Linked DNA regions of Sus scrofa: regions 1 and 3 are each linked to region 2. The links are chromatin contacts, called in public Hi-C and HiChIP or PLAC-seq maps. All regions are on one chromosome and are shown on one strand. Each heading gives the region's core, a stretch centred on a gene start, on an enhancer-like site or on the middle of the called end of the contact. The rest is flanking DNA. Distances are from core to core; before and after follow the strand shown.

Region 1 (2,798 bases), core at 25-2,524, 77 kb before region 2:
TGACTCCAATCTACCAAGGAGATAGTCCTTTCCCCTCATTTTCTAGATCTGGACGTTGGGGCTCAAAGAGGTGAAGATCACAGAAGTAGTAAGTGACAGAGGCGGGAGGATTTAAACCCGAACCCGACCAAAAGTCCTCAGCAACTGGGAATCCTCTTGAGGATGTATTCTCTGGAGCAGCTAAACCTCATCCCCACTCAATGATTTATTCCACAAATATTCATTGAGATCCTTTCTGTGCCCAGGTCTGTGCAGGCACCAAAAATACAGAGGGTGAACAAAACAGACAAAAAGCCCTGCTTTTAGATGCTTACATCCCCTTAGGAGGAGACAGGCGATAAACAATATAAATAAAAGATATAGTAATGTTGGATAGTGATAAATGCAAAGGAGGCAAAGAGTCAATAAAAGCAGAGCGGGGAATATGAAACCTCTTTCCTTATGTCCCCCAGGAACCTACGTCACTGATTCAATGAAAGTTTACCTCATCTGTAAGCGAGCAATGGTTAGTGAGAGACCTTTAGTGGTCCTGTTCAGCCATTGGTCAGCATTGTAGTGAGTCCTCTCCCCCAAGCAAGTGCCAGTGTGATGGTTGGCCCCGCCCCCTGCCCTTTCTCAGCGTAGAAGGAGCCTTAGTTCGGACTGAAGCAAGACGGTTTTTTTTTGAGACACTTGTCCGCCACCTTCAGCGTCTGCTAGCTTTCTGGCTGAAAACTAGTGTCCATGAGGATGCAGGTTCCATCTCTGGCCTCGCTCATTATTCCTTGCCCCAACAACTTGTCTCCGAATTTATTGCCCCGATTTGCTTGGAGCAGAGCAAACTTGAGTTCGGTAGCACATTCATTTGTGCCTCTCCCCCACCGCCCCCACCGGCATCATCACACACATCCGTTTTCCGTGCTTAGGACAGGATCTGGCACCTTCTAGATTGGAGCTCCCTTTTTGGTAAATGGGATTAGGAGTCCTGGATACTAAACCTTGGGCAAGTCCTTGCCGGTCTCTGGGCCTCAGTCCACCACCACCAACACCATCAGCATACGGAAGAGCTGGACTAGAAAGGATCCCTAAGGTCCCTTCCAACTCTGACATTGTAGGATTCTATGAATAGGGTTAAAGAGATCTGGGACCAGCGATTGCTTCCCCACCCTAGCAACTGTTGCTAGACGAGGGCCATCTCCTGGTACAAGTGGAAACTCCTCCCTGCATCGGGGAGGTCTTTTAGCATCCCATCAGGCATCGCGACTTCGCCTCTCTAGGAAGCACGTTTTGGACTCTTTGGTCCGCGACCATCCCTTTGGATCCAGTCGAAGAGCGCGCCTCGTTCCTATGGCAACCGCGCCGGGTCCATGCGCAGACGGCGGGTGACAAGGGTCAAAACAGACTCGCAAAATAGACGCCTTGGACCGGTTCAGTCCGCGCCCTCGGTGCGCCGGGCCTTTAAGCGTCACGTGACTACCCTCCAACTCGTCGCCCCTCTTTCCCTCCCCAGGTCCCGGCAAGCGCTGGTTTGGACCGGAGGTTCCCGGCCCGGCGGACTAACTGGAGCGTGGACGCTGCAGCCGGTTAGGCTGGTGCCCTTTTCCGGTAACTCCTTCTCCGCGTGAAGTGCTGAGCCGCGGACGCGGCGGGGCCGGGCAGACTCAGGGATTTCCTATTAGTTCCTCTTCGTTCCCGGTCCCCGCTGGGCCTAGCGGGGGAACCGGAGCCAGTAGGGCCCGGCCCTGGGCTCTCGGAGGCAGCGGGGGAGGCGGCCGTCTCCTATAGGTTTGCGACCTTTGGTGGGAGCTCGAGGCTGGGCTCAGACCTAAGCATGCCTCTGGGATCAGCTGCTTGATCCAGGTGATACTGCCCGAGGGCGGTAGCCTACCTGTTGGGCAGGTTGTTTCCTGCCCAGAGGCCGGCATGGTCGAGCTGTCAGCAAAGGAACACAGCCCACTGGCACTTGAGCCTTCTAACTGGAGGCAACTGACACAGTTGAATAAGGCACTGGTTGCACTGCATAGTAGAAGTTAATGGTAATAAGTATCAGTTACAGGCTGCTGACCCTGTGCTCAGTAAATACATTACGTACATTTAACTCCCATTTAGATCTTTCAGGGTGGTATTGTTCAACCTCATTTTATGGAGGAGTTAACAAGTTTTAAATAGCTTGTCCAAGGTCGTAAAGTGATGGAGGACAGATCCCAATGTTAGTTAGTCTGATTCCAGAGTCAATGTGCTACATAACTTTCTCCATTTTTAGCGTGCCATATATGTTTTGTAGGATAGAATAGGTTATAGGTTGCCTTTACAAAGAAAATAATGGTATGTTTTAGATTTTCATTCAGCATGTTTGCAGTCCTAAACATTGACCATCAGATTAGTCAATTTTGTGAGGACTCCAGGCAGCATTTAGAATTCCTACTTGTCTAACTCCACTCTTAGAGTTTACCTCTTAGAGTTTACACTCTTAGAGTTTACCTCTCTTTCGATAGTGTCACATTAGATACATGATCCATAAAACTCTAGTGATTTCTGAGAAATCAGGATATCACATGGCGTTCCCATTATGGCTCAGTGGTAACAAACCAGACTAGTATCCATGAGGATGCAGGTTCAATCCCTGGCCTCGCTCAGTGGGTTAAGGATCCGATGTTTCTGTGACCTACACTGCAGGTCACAGACACAGATGGGATCTGGCATTGCTGCGGCTGTGGTGTAGGCTGGCAGTTGCAGCTCTAGGTTGACCCTTAGCCTGGGAACGTCCATATCCCATGGGTGCGGCCCTAAAAAAAGAAAAAAAAAAAAAAAAAAAGATA
Region 2 (2,717 bases), core at 54-2,553:
CTGGCCTTTTCTTGCATCTCTGTGACACATTTCTGCCAGATGTAAACCGAAACGTGCTGAGGGACTGCTGGGTAAACTCTTGCCTTAACGAAGGCAATGATGCCTGGAGTGGAGGTAGCCACTCATGATGTGACCCTCAGGGAAAGGCCAACAAATTTGCAGAAATACTGGCCCTTTTATCAATGAGTCACTGAACCAGTGCTGCTGCTTACCTCCAGGCCTCCTATCCTGTAAGAAAAATAAGCCCTCACAAGTCATTAATAGTCAGGCTTTCTGTGGCTGATAACCACCATTCCTCCACCCCACCCCCTTCCTCCACCTTCCCTCCTCTTTTACAGCGATAAGTTATCATTCAATTACTTTCTTGTGCCACCAGACCTACATACACTTATCTGCACCCACCGCCATCCTGATCCCTCCTTCCTTTCTCTTATAATAAAAGAGGGGCACCCTATGCCATGGATGAGGGCCAGCTGGGGGGTAAATAGTGAGATGTTAATCTTGCATCCATTTTATCTTCCTCTTTCTGTCTTGGTTTTCTGACTCATCCTCATGTTTTGGGCTTCTATCTCTCATCAGCTACGTGGCCTTAAACAGGCCATTAAAGTAGCAAACATTTTATTGAGTGGCTTCTAAGCTGTGTCCAACAAAAGCACTACACTAGGTAGCCTAGTGGCCAGGGCTAGGAAATAGTCTAAGTAAAGGAAAACTATTTATGAGGCAAGGGAATGCAGCTTAGGAGGAACTGAAAGTCAAACTGTGGCTGGCAGGGGAGAGGGAAGGGGCTCCGGCGGCAGGGCTGAAGAGGAAGGCAGGAGCCCGTCAGCAGGCGTCTACAGACCAGGCAGGGTAATGATTTTGGTTTAAACCCTAAATTATCAGGACAAGATAAGACTAAATCTCTCAGACCTCAATTTTACTTCGGAAAATTTTGAGATCTAGTTACCAGCTTAAGAGTTGACTTAAGGGGCAAACACCTGTATTTTTACGCCTTTTTGTTCGCACATGGACACTTGCCAAAAGGCGCTCAATAAATGCCAGTTGGGTGAATAAAGGAGATTTTGGAGTCCTCCACCGAAGTCACGTATTAAATCAAGCAAATAATACTTTTTTCTTGCCCCGCATTCCCTCCCCTTTTCTCGCCCCGCTTCCCCTCCCACGCCCGCTCCAAATCTCCCCGCTACCCGCCTCCTCTTTCCAGCCCCGCCCCTCCCGGGCGCCGCGAAGCCGCGAAGGCGGAGCGGGTCAGGCAGGCTTTACGGCATCCGCGTTGCGGCGGGGCGGGGCGTCGAACGGCGGGCGCGCTTGGCGGCAGAGGTGGGAGGCAGGCCGGCAGGGAGGCAGGCAGGCAGATCGAGTCGCAGGCGCCTGGTGGTGGCCGTGCTTGCTGCTGAGGGCGGGAGGGAGTGAGTCACTGAGCGTGTGTGAGGGAGGGAAGGAGCGAGCGAGCGGGTGAGCGAGCAGCCCGCGCCGTCCGCCTGCAGCAGCAGCCAGGCCCTGCCGCCACCGCCGCGCCGCCCTGCGCCGAGGCCGGGCCGAGCCGAGCTGGGTCGGGCCCGGGCCATGCTGCTCACCGTGTACTGTGTGCGGAGGGACCTCTCCGAGGTGACCTTTTCCCTCCAGGTCGACGCCGACTTCGAGCTGCACAACTTCCGCGCGCTGTGTGAGCTCGAGTCTGGCATCCCCGCAGCCGAGAGTCAGGTACGCCGGGCGGCGACCGGGGCCTCCCTCCGGAGCTAGCCCTCCCGCTTTGGGGCCTCACGCCCTCTCTTTGCTAAGGGTGAGGAATTGGGAGGTGGAAGGGAAGCAGAATGGCCATTCCCAGCCCACCCCCGCATCCGGGAGGGAGCTGGAATCGGTAGCTGCCCCCACACACCCTGAGCGTGGGGTGGGGTGCTGGGGGAGGGAATGGAGAACCTGACCGCAGACGCACCCACTGCAGCCTTAGGGGCTCGTGGAGTGTTCGGCGACCCGCCCCACCTTCTGGCTCTTTGGCCCCTTCTCTAGTTTCCCGAGTTCGAGGTGTCGTAGATCTAAGAAGAAGCCCTAGGTTTGCAAGAGTTCTTACATCCTGCTTCCCCAACCAGAAATACCAGTTTGGATCACCGTGGTAGATGTTCATCTGCTTTTTTGGAGAGTGCTCCTGTCTAAATAAACTTAATTTACCTTTAAATGTAGAGATTTGCGCTCTTAAGTGAAGGAGGAAAGTCTGCGACTTACACCACCTTGTTTTAAAGCGTTTAGAAATGCTCATTTCCCTACCACGTGCGTTTCCGGTTAAAAAATTTTTTTTCAAGTGATTAGTAATTATTAGTTCAACTGAAACTATTTTTCTGATCTCTTTCCTGGTAGTAGGCAAAAATACCTCTTTCTTTCAGGTCACAATTCGGACTTTGAGTCAATTCAAAGCTCAGTGTTTTATGAGGATATTTGTGTGATTTGGTTGTTTCATTTCCCTTACCCTACTGTAAAAAGTTCATATGTTCTTATGTTTTGAATAAGCAAAGTAATTTATTCTCAGAATGCTCTGTGACTGCCACCAAACAGAATTGGTGACAATAACTCTGTGGCCTTCACATTAAGACATCTAAATCCTGACTTGGTAAGTGAGCCTTGGAGGATGCAAACTAAACATTAAGAAAATTATATAAGTCCTCCAAGGCCCCAGAATGTAAATCTTGATTTCCTACTGCAGTTATGAAATAGTTCCAAAAACT
Region 3 (2,726 bases), core at 161-2,660, 100 kb after region 2:
CGTGGAGGCTACAGAGGTGGGGTTCTGGGCAGAGGCCCTGCCTCTGGGTTTTTGTGTTCGTATGTTTTTAAATGACCACACCTGCAGCACGTGGAAATTCCCAGGCCAGGGTGCAGCTGCAGCAATACCAGATCCTTTAACCCACAGTGCTAGGCCAGGGATGGAACCCACGCCTCCATAGCGACCTGAGCCACTGCAGTTGGATTTTTATCCCACTGTGCCACAGCAGGAACTCCCCTGCCTCTGGTTTTGATTGGGACTTGGATAATGCAGGGTGGCCTTGGCAGGAGAAAGGTGCCATGAGGCAGAGGACAAGGTGGGCAAAGGGATCTTGGCCCACACCTAAGCAGCCTGGCACCTGACAGTAGTGCCCACGGGTAGGAGGTCCCTTCTCACCATGAACAAGAATGATGCCTGGGCCTCTGCTCCCCGGAACCACAGGAGCAGGCTCCCGCCCTGAGGAGGGACAGGACTAGGGGGCAGGTCCTTACCAGGTGAGTGACAAAAGCCACAGAGTTACTCCTTGAAAAACAATGGCCCTTACTTTTCCATCTCCTGCCCACCCAGGGTCCCCAGGCAGGGGCACATGGGTGCCTTTTACGGAGTGAAGCACTGTTCTAAGCATTCTTCACACGTCTCTAATCCTCCAAAGAACCTCTGCAGTGGGCGTCCGTATCCTCATCTTACAAACTGAGAGACTGACGCTCAAAGAAAGGAAGTGACCTGCCCAGCTCACATATAACCTGGCATTCCAGATCAGTTCCATAGGCCTCCGGAGCCCTCCCCTGCTCTCACTGGCAGTGGGACCACAGACAACCGTGGGAGCCAGATTGGAAGACTAAGGTCAAGAAAAGGGTCAAGAGAGTTCCCATCATGGCACAGTGGACACAAATCCAACTAGGAACCATGAGGTTGCGGGTTCGATCCCTGGCCTCGCTCAGTGGGTTAAGAATCTGGTGTTGCTGTGAGCTGTGGTGTGTAGGTTGCAGATGCAGCTCGGATACCCTAGTGCTGTGGCTGTGGTGTAGGCTGGCAGCTGTAGCTCCGACTCCCTAGCCTGGGAACCTCCGCGTGCTGCTGGTGTGGCCCTAAAAAAAAAAAGGAGGAAAAGGGACGGGGATGGGAGAAGGGAATTGCTGAGTTGCCTAGAGGAGCCTCCCATGCAGCTGCCTCTTGCCCAGGGCTCTGAGCTGCCACAGGACTGGCCAAGCCACAGGCGGGGCAGGAGCAACAGCCCTTTGCCCCAGGGCGGGGGTGGCGGGGGGGGGGGGGTGGGGGGGGGGGAGGCTGGAGAACAAGAGGGGCAGGAGCAGATCTCTTGGCTGATTGGCACTTTATGCCCGGCCCATCTCCCTTGGGGCCCAGATGACCTTTCCCCCAGATCCCAGGGTCCAGGCCCTCCCCTGCTGGGAGGTGTGGGGGACGGAGGCAGCAGGGATTGGTCTAGAGCGGGCAGGGGGCGTGTCCTAGGCCCGGGCAAGGCTTTGGAGGCTGAGCCGAGCAGGTGGACTCCTGAGAGAGACCAGGGGCTGCCTGGCTGCCGCCCGCCTGTCTGACCAGACCTCTGTCCTCCAGACATGGCCTCAGACCCCCCTGATCCCCAGCCCTTGGCCCTGCGGGGAGTGAAGGCAGCCTAAGCGCCCCCACCCCAGGGCCGTGCTCATGCCCCTGACCCGGGCAGAGCCGGCCCCCAGCCCGGAGCCCATGGAGACGGTGCCCCCTGCTGTGGACCTGGTGCTGGGCGCCTCGGCCTGCTGCCTGGCCTGTGTCTTCACCAACCCCCTGGAGGTGGTGAAGACACGGCTGCAGCTGCAGGGGGAGCTGCAGGCCCGGGGCACCTACCCTCGGCACTACCGGGGCTTTGTCGCTTCGGTAGCCGCTGTGGCCCGTGCAGATGGGCTGTTTGGCCTGCAGAAGGGGCTGGCCGCTGGCCTCCTCTACCAGGGCCTCATGAACGGCGTCCGCTTCTACTGCTACAGCCTGGTGTGCCAGGCTGGCCTCAACCAACAGCCGGGCGGCACTGTGGTCGCAGGTGCTGTGGCAGGCGCCCTGGGAGCCTTCGTGGGGAGCCCTGCTTACCTGGTGAGTGTCTTGTCTCCACCCTCCCCGGCCCCATGACCAGCTCCCATGGGGGTCTGCAGCCTCCGGGGTGACCTCTGCGGAGCAGATGGGGTGGGGCAGCTCCCCAGAACAGCCCAGCCCAAGCCTGGAATCTGCCCCTTGGTCCAGGGCACCAGGCCCTTGCCCTGATCCTTGCTCCCCTGCGGTCCCCGCCCCATGGGTCCTGAGCCAGGGAAGGGGACGGAGGATGGCAGGAGGTGGGCTGGTCCACCTCAGCGTGGTCGCTTGCCTTTCTGTGTGGCCTATGCAAGAAAAAAGCTTCCATCAAGTGAGCGCCCGTGACCTAGGCCGATGCTGTGCAGTCATCATCTCTCCTGATCCTAGAACAGCTTTTCTAGAGGGAGCAGCCAGGCTGGAGAGTTTACGTAACTTGCCCCAGATCACACCCAGGTGCAGACCCAGACCCCCAACCCCATTCCATACCCCCCCTGAGCTGTGAGTTTATGGAGATCTGGCGTTGGGGCCCAGGGAGGGGTGCCCTTGACACCGTCTCCTTCAGGCTCTCCGAAGATTCCATGCCCAGGCCCTGTGTCACCTCTGCTCTTACAGGTCAAAACGCAGCTACAGGCCCAGACGGTGGCCGCGATGGCCGTGGGGCACCAGCA

Evidence for each region. Hi-C and Micro-C count contacts between places; a contact is called where the count stands out from the background. HiChIP or PLAC-seq counts read pairs in DNA pulled down with a chosen protein or histone mark.
Region 1: an H3K27ac HiChIP or PLAC-seq map of alveolar macrophages shows a contact between it and region 2. The contact joins the promoter of DNAJC16 here to the enhancer-like site in region 2. A contact is called at or near these places in 1 of 5 promoter capture datasets (fetal liver), 7 of 47 Hi-C or Micro-C datasets (alveolar macrophages, brain, embryonic fibroblasts and 3 more) and 2 of 2 datasets of contacts at active chromatin or transcription factors (alveolar macrophages and skeletal muscle).
Region 3: a contact with region 2 is called in a Hi-C map of skeletal muscle, with 2.3 times the contacts expected there. The contact joins the promoter of SLC25A34 here to the enhancer-like site in region 2. A contact is called at or near these places in 4 of 47 Hi-C or Micro-C datasets (heart right ventricle, liver, psoas muscle and 1 more) and 1 of 2 datasets of contacts at active chromatin or transcription factors (skeletal muscle).

What each region holds. Positions count from the first base shown.
Region 1 is chr6:74,730,856-74,733,653 of Sscrofa11.1, forward strand. It overlaps DNAJC16 (dnaJ homolog subfamily C member 16), which reads left to right and starts at 1,275. Exons shown (of 15, transcript XM_021095383.1): 1 at 1,275-1,584.
Region 2 is chr6:74,808,023-74,810,739 of Sscrofa11.1, forward strand. No RefSeq gene overlaps it. Among named protein-coding and RNA genes, the nearest start is that of AGMAT, 25 kb to the left of the region's middle. Within about 2 kb of position 1,304, at least 79 of the 83 cell types and tissues checked have an H3K27ac peak or open chromatin away from gene starts, as enhancers often do. A contact at or near this core is called in alveolar macrophages, brain, embryonic fibroblasts and 3 more, where this site is marked.
Region 3 is chr6:74,908,227-74,910,952 of Sscrofa11.1, forward strand. SLC25A34 (solute carrier family 25 member 34) reads left to right here and starts at 1,411. Exons shown (of 5, transcript XM_003127638.4): 1 at 1,411-2,082; 2 at 2,671-2,726. The coding sequence starts at 1,663.